2 separate regions of the Mus musculus genome follow, and region 1 is linked to region 2. The links are chromatin contacts, called in public HiChIP or PLAC-seq maps. All regions are on one chromosome and are shown on one strand. The core of a region is the stretch at or near the end of the contact, and the rest is flanking DNA. Distances in the headings are between cores, read along the strand shown. Region 1 overlaps Fry (FRY microtubule binding protein). Region 2 holds the start of Fry (FRY microtubule binding protein).

Evidence for each region. HiChIP or PLAC-seq counts read pairs in DNA pulled down with a chosen protein or histone mark.
Region 1: an H3K27ac HiChIP or PLAC-seq map of heart atrium shows a contact between it and region 2, with 5 times the contacts expected there. The contact joins the enhancer-like site here to the promoter of Fry in region 2. A contact is called at or near these places in 2 of 484 Hi-C or Micro-C datasets (both in embryonic stem cells), 6 of 115 datasets of contacts at active chromatin or transcription factors (embryonic forebrain, embryonic stem cells, forebrain and 3 more) and 4 of 9 other capture datasets (adipose tissue, embryonic stem cells, liver and 1 more).

Annotation. Positions count from the first base shown.
Region 1 is chr5:150,388,664-150,392,734 of GRCm38.p6, forward strand. Fry (FRY microtubule binding protein) reads left to right here. Exons shown (of 61, transcript NM_172887.2): 19 at 110-292; 20 at 1,973-2,059. Among named protein-coding and RNA genes, the nearest start is that of Gm36299, 17 kb to the right of the region's middle. Within about 2 kb of position 1,893, at least 21 of the 459 cell types and tissues checked have an H3K27ac peak or open chromatin away from gene starts, as enhancers often do. A contact at or near this core is called in heart atrium, where this site is marked.
Region 2 is chr5:150,257,631-150,261,567 of GRCm38.p6, forward strand. It overlaps Fry (FRY microtubule binding protein), which reads left to right and starts at 2,300. Exons shown (of 61, transcript NM_172887.2): 1 at 2,300-2,708. The coding sequence starts at 2,639.

The sequences.
Region 1 (4,071 bases), core at 643-3,142, 130 kb after region 2:
TGTCTCTAAGCTGTTTCAATTTAATTTTATGAAACTAAATGTGCAGAAAGCCTGTATTTCTCCCTTGTTATCTTGCTGCTGACCCTGGAATGTTCTTCTTGCACGACAGCTCATTCCCAACGGCTCCAGCCACCGTATGCAGTCAGAACGAGGCCCGCACTGCAGTGTCCTCCATGCTGTGGAAGGCTTCGCTCTCGTCTTGCTCTGCAGCTTCCAGGTGGCCACACGCAAGCTGTCGGTGCTGATACTCAAGGAGATCCGAGCTCTCTTCCTGGCCCTGGGTCAGCCCGAGGTACGGGGTGTTCTCCAGGAGTCTCCCTTCAACAGCTATGGATCAAAGACTAGAAATAACACAGTACTATTGGGGGTACCTAATATGTGTAGGGCAAGGACTTTGTTGTTGATACATTGTTGGGTTTTTAATTAGATAGTGGCTGTAGTTTCGTTTGGTTTGTTTATCTGTTTTTGCTTTATTTTGTTTTGAGGACAGGGTCCGTAGGCCTTGAACTCACAGAGTTCTGTCTGGCTCAGCTTCCTAAATTCTGGGATTAAAGACATGCATTCCCAGGCTATAACAGAATTCTTTTTAAAATCTTAAGTAAACCACCTTTTAAGATTGCATTTCTTGTTATTTTCTGTGCACAAGTATTTTCCACCCAAGCACGTGTACCATGTACATTCAGGGTCCTTGCGAGCCAGAAGAAGTCATTAAATCTGCTGGCACTGGAGTTGCAGGCAGTCGTGAACTGCCGTGTGGGTGCTGGGAACTGAACCTGGGTCTTTTCTGCTGCTTCTTTTTTTTTAAACTTTATTTCCAAATTTCATACTGTATTTCCATACAACACTCTCTTGGCTCCAATCCATACCCCCCCAATTTCACTATCTTCTCTTTTTAAACACACACACACATATATATATACATACACACATAAACATACATATGATACACACACACATATAATATATATAGTGTGAAAGTCCAGCCTACTAGTCCATTTAGTATTGCTAATATGCATGTGCTTAGGGCTGACCGTTTAGGATCAGATAACCTATGGGAGATTTGTGTATAGAGAAGACTAATTATCTTTCTCAACAGCCGTTAACTACCTGTAGCTCTCTACCAGGGGTGGGGCCTTGTGGAACTTCCCAGCCACGCTGGACTATCAGCTGGTATTGTCACTGTGTAACCATATTGTGAGATTTATGGGCACAGTGGCATCTTTAATCTAGTAGAAGCAAATCCTATATTCTGACAGTGACAGAAGAGACCACTTCTAAGTTCCTAAATGACCCCACTTTACCAAGAATTTTAAGATTAATTTGGTTGTGGGTCATTCCTCTCAGCATCTGACATACATCTAATTAAGAAGCTGCCACACATAGAGAATAAACTAGAAAACGTAATACATCCTCTTTAAAACATCATGACGCCAAAACAAACACCTTGGTTTCGATGGTGGCGGAAGAAAATGTGGCCTCCCAAGATAAGAGGCAAGGCTGCACTGCACATGGGAAGCATGGGGTACAGGGCTTGTCTACTGTGTGTTTTCTTTGGACTAAAATTCAATCACAGGCCACGTTGTCAGCTATCCTGGTAAGCCAGTGACCTCAAATAAGATCATTTTAGTGTCCCAGCGAGGTATGTTCCTGCAGGCAGGGCTCCTGCCCCTTAAGCTTATCCCAGAAGTGTGAGTGTCTCCGAGACTAATATACAGTACTGGCATTTAGATTCTGGAGTATGAGCAAGTATTTGAAACTGGAGCTTTAATTATCTTGCGCTGGAAATCAAAAGTCTGTCTATCCTCGGGACCAAAGGGTTGTTTTAGTCCCTGCCTTCTCTTTCCTGTCTCTGTGAGAAAACTGTTATCACTGTCTGGCAGGCTGCTCTGCTTCATGTCCTGGGATGAAGGTTGTGGGGACGGTGGGAAGGACACGTTTCCCATGGGGTATAACTGGCTCCTCCTTTGTACAGGACGATGACAGGCCAATGATTGATGTCATGGATCAGCTGAGTTCTTCCATTCTTGAAAGCTTCATTCATGTGGCAGTTTCAGATTCGGTAAGCAGACGTGTGGTCCCCAATGCTATCTGATGTCAGTTATAAATCCTGAGCCTCTCTCTCAAAACAGAGCCAAATAAAAACCCTATGTGTCAAGCCTCTCAAGGCAGATTAATAACCTGAGACCCAGATACCTAAGAAAGAAAGATTAGCTTTTCAAAAAATAGCACAGGACAGGTCTGAAAAAAAAATTTCATACAAAATTTGAACTTTCAAATATTTTTGAAAACTTCAATTTCAAATAACTAGCCTTAAATTGTTATTTTTAATACATAATCTTTGTTTAATTTTGTACTTAATATTTTGTATTACAGCAGTCTCAATACATAAGTTCCACTATGTGTTACTTTATAGTTCCCAGGATGGTTTTATTTTTAGTACCTTTGACCCTCACAGTTATTAAAACTCAGAAGCATTAAGCCAGGGGTTAGCTCAGGGCACAACACTTTGTTTTTCAAGATGGGTTTCTCTGTGTAGCCCTAGCTAACCTGGAACTTGCTCTGTAGACCAGGCTGGCCTAGAACTTAGAGATCTCCCTGCCTCTGCCTCCTGCATGCTGGGATCAAAGGCCCCGGTGACCCTTAAGAAACCTAAAACTAGACCCAGGAATGGAACCTTGAGCCTGTGGTGTGTGGTACAAATGCCTTTAACCTGAGCACTTGGGAAGCAGAGGCGAGTGAATCTCTGAGTTCTAGGCCACCCTGCTCTATATAGTGAGAGCTCGTCTCAAAAAAAAAAAAAAAGAAGAAGGAGGAGGAGGAGGAAAAGGATCTACAACCTAAGATGACAAGTATTTAGAACATGGCAGATTTTTTACCACAGTACTAGCTAAATGTAAGCCTCTAGCTGCATACGCTAACAGACATCCTCCTGCCTCTGCCTCGCTGGGAAAGCGTGTGTCACCACTACCCAGCTTAGCTATCTATCCTTTAAAACAGAAAAGTCCAGTGAGCAGTCTTGGATTCATTCCAGCTCCACAAACAGGGAAGTCTGCGGGGAGGGGGGGGGGGTCACTGAAGAACACACTTAGCTGGTACTTAGCACTGATGCCTGTCACATATGCAAATGACTGCATTGTGGAATCTGTAAACTTTCCACAGACTTTCATGACACAGAACACAAAATGCTAATTTTGGGCAATCACAATCACGATAATCACTAAGGCCATTGGCCAGGCACAGTCAGAATAAAGACGTATACGTTCTCTTATGTTACAGTTGTCAGAACCCGACGTGGAAGGGCTCCTATAGTTCTTATACATGCACATCTGCCTTTCCTGTAGATGACTGTCATATATCCTCATTTTCTTCTGTATTTGCTAGACTCAGATCCTAAGCATGTCACCAGGTCAGCATCCTGCACTCTGTTCAGCAGGTGAGCACGCACAGGCGTTGGATTTCTGTACCCATCTGATTCACAAAGACTATCAGGAGAGATTACTTACAGCTGCTTAGTCATGAATGCAGGAGATGTCTGTCTCTAGAGTCAGTGATCTCCCCAGAACCCAGGTTTAGGGAGACCACTTGATAGGATCTCATCTCCCTGGCTCTGAAAGTCCAGTTCTGCCCCCTTCCAGCCCAGTGACTTATGAAGGCCAAACAGATCTGTAACATTTACCTAGGGGAGTTCATGGCCCTAGCAGGTGAAATAGAACACTCAATAAATGCCTAACTAATGGCTCGCAGTCTTGGCACATGTCTTTAATCCCAGCACTCAGGAGTCAGAGGCAGGAGAATCTCTGAATTCGAGGCCAGCCTGGTCTACAGAGTGAGTTCCAAGACAGCCAGGGCTACACAGAGAAACCCTGCCTCGAAAAATATAAATACATACATACATACATACCTAACAAAAGAGCAAGCATCCCCCCCACCCCTGCTTTGGAACAATGGATATGCTGTTTGAAAACTGGTATTGCCTAAATATTGATGTGGATACTTAAAAGACAACAAAGTGAGAGAACTTATCAATTCACACATATATATTTTAAGAGAAGTTTTGAAGTACATTGGCTT
Region 2 (3,937 bases), core at 1,050-3,549:
TTGAGCAGAGCAGAAGGCCTCTTCTGTTTATTTAGGATGTATGTCCACTTACTAAAATAAAAGTGTGGAGCCTGATACAGAACAGCCAATTCACTCTTCACAGGAAAAACTAAATGCCATTTTTTTTTCTCCTAACTAGCTTTAAGTCTTTATCATCGTTTCCTTTGAAATGCATGGAGTGACCAGGAAGTAGGCTCAGAGCACCACCGAAAAATTTTAAAACCTGTGTTGGGAGTTTTCTAAAGGATTTATTCATTTCTACTTTATGTATACGAGTGTTTTGCCCGCATGTGTATCTGTGCATGCAGTACCTGTGGAGGCCAGAAGAAGGCGCTGCAACCCCCGGAACCAGAATTACTGATGTTTGGGGATGCTGGGTACTGTATATGGGTCCTCCTCAAGAACAGCTGAGCCCTTTCTCAAGTCCCAAATTAAGATGTAAAAAGTTTATGTATTTAAGGCTGGGTGTGGTGGTGCACACCTGTAACCTCAGCACTTAGGTGGTAGAGTCAGGCGGTCTACATAGTCATTTCCAGGACAGCCAGGGAGACAAAGAGAGACCCTGTCTCAAAAACAAACGAACCATAAATATTTATAGTGGCGATATAGAGTAGCTTGTTTGCTTATCACAACCTGCTCTCCCCCACTACTTACTATTACTATTGGTTCACTAAGTAATGGAATATGAGAGTGCTGTGTGCAAGGAAATGTTGCCTTGATTATGCCCACTGTATAAATGGGTGCATTGAGTATGCCTACTGTATAAATGAGGGTCCAAGGTTTAGCAAAGTTAATAATTTCCCTTAGGCTTCAATGCAAGTGAAGCTAGCTGGTGCCAGGTGAGACTGGGGCCCTGGGAGAGCCAATGTAGCATTTTTCTCAGTACCCCTGTGGCTTGTTCTTTCAGTGCTGTGTAAGATGGGGGAGTGCCAACCCAGTTATTAATGGATATTTTTGAAGGAAAGCCTTCCAATCATCTTTTACATAGATCTCGTACATTCTCGGTACAGCTGATTAAAAAAAAAATGAACTCATCACTGAAGTATGCATGTGAATTAGGGAGACCTCAGTCTGATGAAGGATTTCAGGAAGCTGAAGCATTGAGTATAGGAGTGTATCCTGTACTGTATCCATATCCACATTCACAGGTAAACCAGGACATTTCTAGAAGTGGCATTTAATTGGTTTTTAAAGTTCTTTGCTAGAAAAAAAAAAAGTATACTGTCCTTTCGTTTCTCGAATGAATTAGGAGAGGAACTAGGAAGTCTTGTTTGTGTGTTGGCTGGAGGACGGAATTTGTACGTTTGTGTGCCCGGGCGGGGGGGAGGGGGGCGGCGGCGTTAAATAATTACTACATTATAATTCATTCTATTGGAAACTTCCAGTCATAGATATGCTGAGGAAAAGAGGGCCCAGTGGCTTTCGAAATGGCTGGTCAAACCTCACCTGACAGAGGTTCCATCGTTGTCAAAATACAATTCTCTTATTTAATCCCTCCACTAAGCCTATTAGTTGTGAGAAACAAAGCCGACTGAAATCAGGACACATGATACCAAGAATTAAGGAGAAGGCAGGCGCCTAATGCCTTTGCATCCTAGCTCCTTCGTGCTTATGAAATAAGGTGTGTTGGTCTGTGTGAGTCTTAGAAATGACAACATGAAGAAACCGGTCCATGGTGGAATCCGGGCGTTCGCTAGGCAAGCCGACTAAGCATGTGTTCCTTCCCTTCAGGCTTTGAGGCTAGGGTGCCCCTCAAAAAGCCTGTATTGCACAAAATGCGGATCCCCGTCTGCACATCCCAGAGAAGGAAGGAAAGGCCAGGCAGGCAGGCGTCTGGCTTCTCGGTTGCAGCGATGACAGAATCCCCCCCCCCCCCCCCATACACACACACACACACACACATACACACACACACACACACACACACACTCACACACCCCTCCCCAAACGCCGCTGCTTCCAAATGCAAGGGTGCAGCTGGCTTACCGCAGAGTGCCGCAGTTGAGTGTTTTCAGGGACAGACACAAGGGGAAATCGCAGCCCGAGCACACCCCGGGCTGCCGCCTGCCAACCTTTCTGCACCGAGGAGCCTCAGGCAGCTGGCAAATTCCTAGTCCCTCCCCTAGCGAGCTGGGAGGTGGAAGCTGGGTGGGAGCTCAGGTTGAGAAAGGAAGGGGCTGGGGGCGGGGCTTCAGTCCATCCCTCAGCGGGGGGCTGCAGGGTGGGCAGCCAGGAGGCCCAGACATCTGTCCACCCGGGTGCAGCAGCAGCTCACAGTGCGGGTGGGGACTCTGCCACCATACCTGGCTGTGGCTGAGCATGTGGGCGGCCGCAGGCAGTAGGCAGGCATTGCTGCTTATGTCAGCTCTGAAATGAAAGCGGCTGAGGCCTCTGCCTCTGAAGGCTTGCAAGGGAGATCAGCACCCAGCAAATAAGAAGCCAGCCCTGGCCCCGGAGGAGGAGGAAGAGGAGAAGAGGTTGAGCATCCCTCTCCCGGTGTCCTTTAAATGAGGAGCGTGGCCGTTTGCTTCTGACCCTCGCTTACATCACTAACCTGTGACAGGCACATCTCCACGCCCGGTACCTGCTCCTCCAACTGCAGCTTCTAGTCCTAGGGGCTTCTTTGTATGAGGCAGACATGGCCAGCCAGCAGGATTCCGGCTTCTTTGAAATCAGTATCAAATATTTACTGAAATCCTGGAGTAACGGTGAGTGATAGAAAATATATATATATATAATTTTTTTTTTGGTTTTGTTTTCTGGATGCTGCTAAGGTTGGAGCAATCATATCTCAACTGGACACATATGTTTGTGAGCTGAGGAAGTTTCTCTCTCTCTCTCTCTCTCTCTCCATCTGCTGTGAAAATCAAAAACGTCAGTGTCTGAACTATCCCTGCTCAACTTTGAAGGCTGCAATAAAATTAATAGATTTTTTTTTCCTTAGAATTTCCAGAGATGCGGCCCTTCTGACTCTGGGGAGGGCAGGTTCGGCATGCCAGGCTGCATTGCCTGCCTGGTGTTTGTTTGCTGTGTTCAGGCTTCATCTAAATATTTTGTGAAGTGCAGCTTAGCCGAAGGGGTGTGGCAGGGTAGAGAGTACTTTGTAATTGTCTTATTAACAATTATTGTATTATTGACAATTATTGTAATTGTCTGAAGAGGGAAAACGACTTGGAAGTCCAAAACCTAAGACTCATCTTTGTTAGGCACAAACTGGTCTGCAGATCCATTTGGTCTATCCCTGGTACCTGTGCATGGTGTTCAGAAGGCTGTTTATCTGTTCCAGCTTCTAGAGGTCTTAGTTGCTCTAGTACAAGCGTGCTTCTGAAATGTAAACAAGTATGGGTCTGACCCAGATGGTTCCTTAGGCTATAAAAATATCATGGTTCTGAAGTTGCATTTCGGACCTATATAAAAATTGTTAGCAATTCACTATTTCAAAAAGGCAACCTCTAAGCCATCCTGGGTCTGGGTTAGAAATCAGAATGAGGCCTTTCAGATGTTCAGGGATACCTTGCATTTTTCTGCACACTTTAAAAACAGAGTCTTATTGATGCATCTGCTTTTGTGCTGATTTTGTGCCAAATGACTGACAGATCTTTTAGACGCTCTCGACTGTTTTGCATTAAAATTTTGTTTCTAAAAATTATTTTCTATATTTTATTGGGTATATACTAATTAACCTACCTGGAACCCTGAGGGGTACCGAACGTATCCTCCACGAATGACCTGTAGCTAAAAATCCTTTTTATGTAAACAAACCTAGGCAAGAGAACTTGGGCTAGATTGTTTTGAGAAAGCTGAAGCGCCTGTCCAAAGATATTTGGGGGTTGCATCTGTGGATGATCTCCACAGAAGCCATTTTCCCCAGCTCAGGGAGCCCCACTGTGCACTAGGGGGCTTGTCTGGAGTGTTTCTGTACAAGCGGGAGGCCATT